Linked DNA regions of Ovis aries: region 2 is linked to region 1. The links are chromatin contacts, called in public Hi-C maps. All regions are on one chromosome and are shown on one strand. Each heading gives the region's core, a stretch centred on a gene start, on an enhancer-like site or on the middle of the called end of the contact. The rest is flanking DNA. Distances are from core to core; before and after follow the strand shown. Region 1 holds the start of HESX1 (HESX homeobox 1). Region 2 holds the start of ARHGEF3 (Rho guanine nucleotide exchange factor 3).

Region 1 (4,882 bases), core at 528-3,027:
CCTCCTCATAAGTCATGGCTAAGGGCACTGTGAAACCCATTCTGGGCAGTCTTTATGAGCAGCTATAAAAGCCAGGCCAGGGAAGAGAAGAAAGGTAAGGCAGCCTGTTGAGTCTTATAAAAAAGTAAAACGACAAAGTGTACCTGACCAATGCATCCCACAAAATTTTTGCTAAACATCTGAAACAAATGTAGCTTATAACTTTATACTACGGAAGTCATTAAATATTTGAACTGGCTATTATTCTGGCAGTCAAAATAAGCCAAGTCGGTCTCTCTTTGTGTCAGTATAGGCTGATAAGAGTACATTACCAGCAGGGATCGGGCCTGTGAAGATAACTTTCAGCGTAAAAAAAAGCCCAATCAATTCTACAATCAGAGCCCAACTCCAACCTGGCAGTCAAAACTAGCACCATATCCATGGCAGACAAGTCATACAGGAAAGTGGGATCTAGCCTCTCCCTCCTGTTCTTCTGGAGTCATTTAAACCATTAAGACACAGGAAATATCTGCAACTGTAGTTCTAAATGAACATTTCAGAAAACTGTCTTCATTCTAAGTGGTAGCCCAAGAGCAACTTCGTCTCGAATCCCTTATTGTGTAAGAAGACAGGCCCAGGGATGAAGTTTCTCAGCCCAAGTTTCAGCCCCTACTAGCATGTTTTTTTTTTAACATAGCTGATTTCATTCTTCAGCACTGAAAACATAAGTCCCTGTTACGTCTTCCTATCTTAAGGAAGAGACTATCTTAAGCTAGAGCAACCACACCAGCATCATCCCCAATGCACAAAACATGGGGCTTTTATTTTGATGAGTTTACTAGAGCCAAGTCTGCAACCCGGGCGCAGCAGTCGTGGAGCCGCAAAGGCGCCGTCCACCTCTCGGCATGCACGGCCCGAGTGACAGCGGCTGCACTCAGGGTCACGACGCTCGGCCGGGAGGCTCCGGGATCCGTGACGGGCTTCGCCGACGGCTTTCCGCGCGGGCTAATCAACAGACTTTCAGTATTTTTCCCTCAAAATTGTCCATTTCCTTCCCTAGCTTGATCAGAAATCATTAAGTCTACAGGGTCGTTTTTCCTCCTGCATTTCCTCCGAAGAGGTTTTCGAAAAGAAAATTCCAGGATCTGGATTTATCACCTCACATCACGGCAATTAAAAAGCATCTTTTGTCAAATACCAGGGAGCCCCGGGCGCGTAGCGACCGCCGGGCCCATCAGCCACGGCGGCGGCGGTTTGGTCGCCGCCCGCCGACTCCCAGACCCCGAGCGCGGCTCTCGGCCCAGCGACGCAGGCCCACGCGGGCCTCGGGAGGGCGGCCCGGCCTCGGCAGCTCCGGGCGCCGCCCGCGACCGGCAGGGATACTGGGGGGCGGCGCCCACCTGGGCCAGGGCGGGCACCTGCGGCCGCGGCGGGGCCAGGCCTGGAATCTGCCAGCCCCGCTCCTTCCCTCGCCTCCCGCCGCCTAACCTGTGGGCTGTCCTCCAGCGTCTCCTCGATGGGCAGCTTGTCGATCCCCGGCATCGTGGCAAACGGAGGGCGGCGGCAAGAGACGAGGCGGCCGCCCACAGCTCCCCGCACCCGCCCGCCTGCAGCAGCTGACCCCGACCCGCCCTCTCTCGCTGGCTCCACCGCCCTCGCCGGGCGCCGAGCGGCCGCGCGATGGCGCGGGAAATCCCGCCCCGCCGGCCTGCCTGCTCCGCCTCCCTGCCCGCTCATTGGCTCACGACGACGCCCGTCAGCGCAGCGGGGCTAGCCCGGAGGTTCCTTCGCTGCTCCCGGCTCCGCTGAGATGCAGGGACTTGGAGGAGGCGAAGGCGGCTGAGGCGGCCTTCTTTGCGCACCTCGACACCTACCCTTCGCGAGCGATTGGCTATAAATCGTAGGGGACCGTCTTACCTCAGCAAAGCGTGCGTCTCCTGGAACCAGAGCTTCGAGTGAGGACCGTTCTGGGGAAATTGGGGCTGTTTTACTTCTCCCTCAACGTTTTTCGTCAGAGACCACGAAAGAGGCCTCTCTGCAGGCGCCTTTAGTTTCCAAAGATTATAACCTTCTCAACTGCCCGCAGTGTCCAGTCTCCCCTCTCCAGCAAAATGGTGCTGGCTAACTCAGATATCTGCGAGATTAGCTGTGTTGTTAACTTGGCTTTCTGGTAAATTCGTGGATAGTAGACTCGAAAAGAATTTTTTCTGAGCACTTGGGTATCAATATATGCATTGAAAAACCCGACTTTGCTGCCAATTCATCAGTTCTTAGCTGTCCTTGAGAGACTGACATGCCGCAATTCAGACTTCCATATTTCTTATTAATCATAAGTGAAAATATCTTTTTAAAGTCAGGGTACACTGATTTATTATGTTAGTAACTGATTTTAGCATTTCTGTTAAAGTTTTGGAAGAATATTTAAATAGCTTCTTCAGCATCTAACTTTTTTTTAATAAGAGAGATAAGGTGAGCTGTACTTCTAGAACTTGATCTGGATTAGAACTCCTGCCTCTTTTGTCCATCTTTGTGTCCAGATTCTTCATGGAAGAATCTTTATACAGAGAAAATGGCAGAATTACTAGTGTCTTGTAAATACCTAGCCATTAATCCCACTAGTCCATCCCATTTTCATTCAAGAAATATAAGAAATGCCGAATAAAGACTATTAGTTGCCCAGTTCCACAGATAAATTGGAATGAATCCAGGTACGGTGGAACAAATCCAAATACAGTAACTGGAATGGAAGTTACTTTAAAATACGAGATTTTCCCAGAATCTCTTAAAGGAAAAATCAAATTTAAAAAGTTTTCCCAAGTAGACTTGCAATGTAGTTTCATGGGATTATTCATAGCTTTCAATAACTTTGAGTAAGGGCTCTCCCCTTAAATTGTTTATCAGCGAGTCACTCTGTATATGAGATCTTTAGTTTCTGAAAGGTAGTTTGGAGTCAGTTCCTACAGTGTTACTGGTTGCCAGCTGCTTGAAAGTACCTGGCATCGGCATGGTACAGATCTCAGCAGCACAACTCTGGCCTTGGACATTTCTTGTCTACTCTATCAGCACAGTGGCATGCAACCTGACTCTGAATTAAGAAGACTTTCACAGTAAGTGACATTCTTGGTTGAACTGTGATTAGATTGTAAGTGAAGGAAAAGAAAGTTAGTGACAATTGATGAGAATCAGGAGTAAGTGACAAATGGAAAAAAAGTGTAAGAAAGAAGAGTAATTATACGGTGTAACTGAAGTTTGGCGTTTTGGCCAAGCTAAATAATTCCAATGAAAAATTATCTTAGGTATCTGAATTACCTGGGTGGGGTATTATCAAGTTAAATGGTTTCCTTTTTTGTATGTTCCATGCTTCTAAACTGTATTTTTGTAAAGGGTTCTCAAGAGGCTATTATATTATCAGAGAGGAGCAAGGAATTCTTCCTGGGTTCAACTGATTAAAAAACAAACAAAAACAAGTTGACTATTCAGTTGTGTGGAGAGGCAGTTCAGTCAAATTATAAAACTAGAAAGACTCTTAAAAGGCTTTCTACTTGGATTCTGTAGCTTTAAGCTATTATTCAGTCTGCTCATCCAGAAAAATAATTGTATTTCCTATTTTAAAACACGCCTGAAGTTGCAAGATTGCAGTTTCCTTTGATAGCTAGTATAAGTTTAATTAGCCTAAGTTCTGTACAGTTGACCAAACTCGATTTCTTTTATAGAGGAAATGAGGCTTGTTCAGAGTATGCCTCAGGGGTTCCTAGAGACTCACGTGTGGGTAGTAAAAAAAAAAACTTTGGCCAGCTAGTTAATTTTATGGAAGGCGAGGCAGGATTAAATGACATCCGCCAAAGAATTCACTGAGACGTTTCACACATATAATTTACAATAAAAAGATGTACAGTTTGGTAAGTAGATTTGTTAATTATTAGTCTCTTAAAATTATATTTGATCTTCTTATAATTAGGTTTTTACATGATACTTCTTGAAGTTCTGGTCTGTGGTATTATAGGAAAGAATCCAATAACCAAAATGACACTCGTGTTTTATTTTTTAAAATGATCCCCCTAGGTTAGTGGTTACCAAACTTACGCACACATAAAAGTCATCTGGGGGAGGTTGTTAGAATACAGATTATCCTATCTTCAGCCCAGCAGAAGAGTCTGATGCCATTGGTCAGAGGTAGGGCTGGGAATCTTGCAGGTGAGTCCAAAGCAGCTCATCCTCAAACCGCATGTTGAAAATCTCTCTCTAGAATGGAAGATAACCATTTCCCTTACCCAAATCACCGTGTGTTTTAGACTATTAAAGAGTCAAGTAAACATTTAGGAAAGAGTCTTTAGTTCCAGCTGAGGGTGGTGAGAGGGACACCATTTCCAGAATCATCTAGAGAGCTTGGGAATCCTACTTCTTAAAAATATCCCCTGAAAGACTCCATCAATCTCAAATTCTGGTGTAATTGATACTCCTTTCAAGAGCATAATGTATACTGCAAATACTTCTAGATGTTACCTAATAAATCACTCCTTAATGAGACTCACTTTAACAGATAATTCAGGTTTTTTTCTTACGTCTGAGTTGAACAAAATTCAAGAGTATATTAATTGATAATTGGGGATCCTGAGTCACTTCCATCTACTCTAAAACATTTGAACCAGTGGTAGAGGTGGGAAAAGCTTTGGGCAGTGGGAGTAGAATAAAATGTTCTGAGGAATGTGTTGCAAAAAGAGGTGGTTGAGCAACCAGGACTATCAGATTCTTCATTGTGCCAGTGCAAGCCACCCTCTGGCCTTTGATCTTAATATTAATACTGTTGTTGTTTTTGCTGTTTGCCACAGCATCCTTAGATTATATATATATGGCTAAAGCATAAATCCTTAGAAAGGCCAATTCCAGAGCTTCTACTTCTTGA
Region 2 (4,872 bases), core at 767-3,266, 130 kb after region 1:
CACCTTGGCCATCTGGGCCCCTTTCCATGGGCTTCCACAAGTGTGCCCTGTGTTCTCCCACCTCTGGGCTTCCACGTCTGTCCTCCCCAGTCCTGTCGCCCCACGTCGCACAGGAAGCCTTCCCATGCTTGAATCTGTGCCAGCACTTCCCCTGTGTGTCTCTCACCACATCCTGCTCCCTAACCTGCCCAGTGATGGCTCTGACTGTTCCCACATTAGCTGTGAGCTCCATGGGGTCAGGGACTATGTCCTTCTGTCTTGTGACAAAGTCACTGCTGAGGTTCAGAGTCTGGCATGGTCTGGGGCATGTAGCAGACGCTCCAATCATTAAATGGAATCTAATGGAAATAGAAATTTTATGTGGGACAGCGCCGCCTGAGTAGAGCACCAGGTGTTGACTTGTGGGGCCGCAGTGCCTGCTGAGCTCTGGGTTGCTGAGGGAGTGGAACCCCTTTATTATTACCTAAAAAACATTGCTGGCTGTAGTAAGTGCTCTTCCACCCTGCGGAGGAGGGAGAGGAACAAAAGAGGTTTGGAAGAAAAGGTTGAGGACTGGGGATCTGGATATAGGTTTTGGCCTTGGAAATGGAGTCCTGGACAGGGTGTGTGATCCTTACACAGGAAAGGGATGGGTTGTGAGGCACTGGGTTTGGGATCAAGGTGTGGTGGAATGAAGTGGAATTGTAGTTGGAATGAAAGTTCCTTTGCTCAACATTGGTCAGTGTCTGGCCCAGAAGGTGGGCTGTGGGCTAGGAAGAGGTCACACAGCCCTAGGAGGCTGAGTGCCTGCAAAGAAGAGACAGGAGTTTGCAATAAAGGAAGTCTCAGCTGTGCCAGATGAAGGTCTGAATGGTGGCGACAGGTGTGTGGGGGGTTGGTGCCTGGGCTGGGAGATCTACATCCCAGTGGCTGCTGCCAGGGCAGGTCCCTCCTGGGAAGGCCTCAACATCCCCCTCCCCGTTGTGAGGTGAAATGAGGGGGTGGGGATTAGAGCTCGCCCCATGGAGAGAGTGAGGAGGTCCACTCAGAGCCTGATCCTCCGTTTACTGGAGGTATGGCTGCAGAGAAACTTAGCCCTGGAACTGGTGCTTTCTCCTCTGACCTGGGGCTGGCTTCACCTTCCTAAGCTTCAGCTCCTGAGACGGCCCACTCAAGCCCTACACCTCACAAGGCAAGTAGATCAAGCACCTGAAGCCCTCGCCAGGCACATGAAAGCAGCTGATGAACTTTTTCTTTTTTATCATGGTTTGTGCTTTCCTAAGAGCTCATAACTAGTGCGTAGGGACTTTTTTTTATTCCTGACTTTATGGGGTCCTGAGGACTGGAAGAATTTAATCTGTTGAATGGATGAATGAGTACAGAAAATGCTTTTAGTATGTAGATTCTCATGTCTATTTCGGCACGAAAGACTCAGGCCACACTGCTGGCTGCTGCTCTTTCAAGTTCAGCATCCGCCCACAAACGTATTTCCTGAGAACCTGCTGGGCGCGCGGGGATTCGTCCTTATTCTTACTCCCACAGTCGGGGAAAGTGAGGCTCGGGCAGGACCAGACACGCCCAAGGTCAGCCTGGTAGGCGAGGCTGGGGCTCCAAGCGCCTGACCCGGGCCCTCGCCCGCCCGGGCAGCTCGTGCTGCCCATGGCTCGGGAGTCGCCACAGTATCCCGTTGGGACACAGATCCCCCGAGCTGTCCTCGGGGGAACGGGATTCGGCAGGCTGCGCACCCTTTCCCGGACCCAGTAAATTATCTCCCAAATAGGTGCTGGGCATGCCCCGGGGGCCAGGTCTCCCCTTCTCCTTCCCCAGCCTTCCCTGGGACCCCAACAGGGTGCGGAATGGGAAGTGCTGAGCAGCGGCCAAGTGTAACTGAGTCCGAGCTCCCCGCCACCCGGCCTGGCGCCTGCTGGGGTCCCCGGCCCGCCTCCCGCCCACGTGGCCGGCCCGGCCTCTCCGCCCCCGGCCCGGCCCCGCCCCGCCCCGGGGAGCCGCCCCCGTAGCCGCCGCTGCCAGAGTCTTAGCGGCGGTTCGCGCCGCAGCCCCGCGGGTCGAGCCGGTGCTGGGAGCGGAGGTAAGTGTGGGCGGCTGGCCTGAAGCCTCGCTACCCGGCTAGACCTTCCCCGGCTGGAGACCCTGCTAGACACCCTGGGGCGGGAGGCTTTCCCGGGCTGGTTCCTCTCCACCTTCACCCACCAAGCCGGAGCTAGACCCCACCTCCAAGCCGCCCTCGTTCCATCCCGGTGCCCGCGGCAGAGTGTGCGCTCCTGGCTCCGCGCTCCCTGAACGCTCAGGGGAACCCTGGACGGCACAGGTAGGCAGTGCCACCACCAGCCCCGACCGGCCGCCGCTCCGCGGGAGACCCTGACTCCGATCCCCTGGTAGCTCTTGGGCTAAAAGTTCCCGGACCCACTTCCGGGGAGGGAGATCCACCTGTCTTGGGGTGCAGCCCCTTTCCCTCGGCGTGTCTTCCCGTTGGGCGCTGTTTGTCGGAACTCGCGGGACTACCAGTCACTTCGCGGCGGGGAACCCGGCTTTGGGCGCGCGGGGCGGTGGCTGCGGTTTCGGTCCCACTCGGGCCCGCGTGCTCGTTGCTGCTTAAACTAAGCGGCTCGAGGATCCAGGGAGGAGCAGGGGGAGGCGGACACCATGGGGTTAAGGCGAACTTCTCGTAGCCAGAGAGGGGCAGGCGTCTTCCGAGTATGGGAGTTTCTACTGAGTCGAGTTCCCGTGGGCTCTGCCACGAGGAAGAACCGCGCTTGCCTTATCAGCGGCCTCATCAAAGGTTTATACGTTGATGAAACTGAGTGGCTTGTTCCTCGAGGGCTCTCACTCCGTTTAATGCCTAAACCAGGCTTGCCTCCAGCACTGGGCAAGGATGCGACAACTGCCAAATGGTGGTTGTCTTGGGTGAAGTAGCAGAAAATTATTTTTAAGCAGTTCATGCACTGCCCAGGTGTTAGCACCTTCTACCCTGGGTGCGGAAGAGTTTTGCTGGGTCTGGGTGTCAGCTGCAAGTTACTTCACCTGCTCATGCCTCAGTGTCCTCATCTGTAGAGTGGAAATGATAACAGTACAAACCCTAAAAGGTTGTGTGAGATTAAATTTTTTATTGTAGTGCCTGGTACAGGCTAAGTTCTCCCTCGGTTAACTGTCCTTCTTGTTACTATTTTGACTGATATTAACAGAGCACCCCCATCCCTAACTAACTTCACTGTGAGCTAGGTGAGCAAGCTCTGCGCACTTCCCTGTTTCCTGATAAAGACCTGAATTATTTACACAGTAGCCGTGGTGTCCCCTTCCACCTTGAAACACTTGGGCTTTGCATTAACACTTTCTATGCTTAAGCAGCCTTGTGTGAAATGTTATCTCAGAATGTGAAATTAGAGATGACCTTTGTCAAGGACAATCCTGGAAAATGTGGTCTTGGACCTTCTCTGGAGGCTCTGGGGTGTTGTGGGATGTTTCCCTCACTGGAGTGTAGTGGGTAAGGTTTCATTAGGACCCCTTCAGGCCTTGGTCCCTCTGACAGGCTGACATCTATCAGAGCTAGAAGAGGTAGTGTGGGAGTCTCTTTATGGGTCTGAGGGCCTGATCTTGCCCCCTCTCTTTCTTTTACTCACCTCTAAGCTTGTCCATTCCATCAGTGGGGCGCTCCTGGGCTGAACCAGTTTAGTTTTTTCTTTTGGCAGTGGTAACCAGACAGACATTCTTAACCTGGGGCTCTAAGAACCTTCTGAAATACACCTGAGGTGCTTGGAGCACAGGTGTGTATTTTTTCAGAGGGTTCTCTTTACATTGTATTCTACAAAAGGCCCGCATCCCCCAAATGTGGGCCCTGAACACCAGGTGGGAAGATGGGAGTTATGGTCCCCTATATAAGACAGGCCCACTTTTTAATGGAGCCAAGATGTCAGCATTTCCTCTGTCCCTGTAGGTAGGGGTGCGCACATGTTCCTTTGTGCCCTTGCTCAGAGCACACCTACCAGTGGAAAGTTCAGAGTCAAATCAGCTCTGCCTTGACTTGAGAAAATCTGATAAAGTCAGTGGGGAAAGAAGGCAGGCGGGGGTGGGAGATGTGTGTTTAGGGCCTGTGGTGGGGCCTTTAGGATAGGGTGCAGTTGATGACTATCTGAACTCAACTTGTCAGGAGACTCCTCAGGCTTCTCTTTTGCACATGCTTTTCCTTCTGCTGAACACACGCTTTCACCACCTTTTCTCATGTCTGGCACTTCATGCCATTTAGCTCAGATGTTTCCTCTGTAGAAAAGTTTCCCCTGACAACTTTGTCCAGAGCAGCCCCCCACTCTGTCAGTTTCTGTCATGTTCCCCCATTTTTAAAAATTAATTTTATTTTTGGTTGGCTGCACTTGGTCTTGGTTGCTGTGTGAGGACTTTCTCTAGTTGCAGTGTGCAGGCTTCTCATTGCAGTGGATTCCCTTGTTCTAGAACACGGGCTCTAGGTGTGTAGATTCAGAAGCTGTGGCACACAGGTTTAGTTGCTCTGCAGCACATGGGATCTTCCCAGACTAGGGATCCCTCGCATTGGCAGGCGGATTTGTACCCTCTGCACCACCAGAGAAGGCCCACATTCCCCCGTTGTATTTTACTCTTGGAGTTTGTCTCAAATGGTTTTCCTCATGTATCTGCTCATGGGTTTATTGTCTTTGTCCACCCAGAAGAATGTAGAATCCTGTTGCCCTTGTCCCTGCTCCACTCTGGCCCCTGGCACACAATAAGTGCTCACTAAATGTCCGTGAGGGACAGCACGTGTTGAGTATCCACTGAGGGAGGCTGTGCAGGCTGGAGAGGTTTAGGAGTAGTGAAACGCAAAGGAACTGGCCGATAGGAATGCCAGTCTACAGTGTGACCTTTGAG

What was found. Hi-C and Micro-C count contacts between places; a contact is called where the count stands out from the background.
Region 2: a contact with region 1 is called in a Hi-C map of tail adipose tissue, with 3 times the contacts expected there. The contact joins the promoter of ARHGEF3 here to the promoter of HESX1 in region 1. A contact is called at or near these places in 2 of 16 Hi-C or Micro-C datasets (hypothalamus and tail adipose tissue).

Annotation. Positions count from the first base shown.
Region 1 is chr19:43,973,586-43,978,467 of ARS-UI_Ramb_v3.0, forward strand. It overlaps HESX1 (HESX homeobox 1), which reads left to right and starts at 1,778. Exons shown (of 6, transcript XM_042236046.1): 1 at 1,778-1,934. APPL1 (adaptor protein, phosphotyrosine interacting with PH domain and leucine zipper 1) reads right to left here and starts at 1,656. Exons shown (of 22, transcript XM_027958257.3): 1 at 1,468-1,656. The coding sequence starts at 1,521.
Region 2 is chr19:44,102,851-44,107,722 of ARS-UI_Ramb_v3.0, forward strand. ARHGEF3 (Rho guanine nucleotide exchange factor 3) reads left to right here and starts at 2,017. Exons shown (of 13, transcript XM_042236047.1): 1 at 2,017-2,308.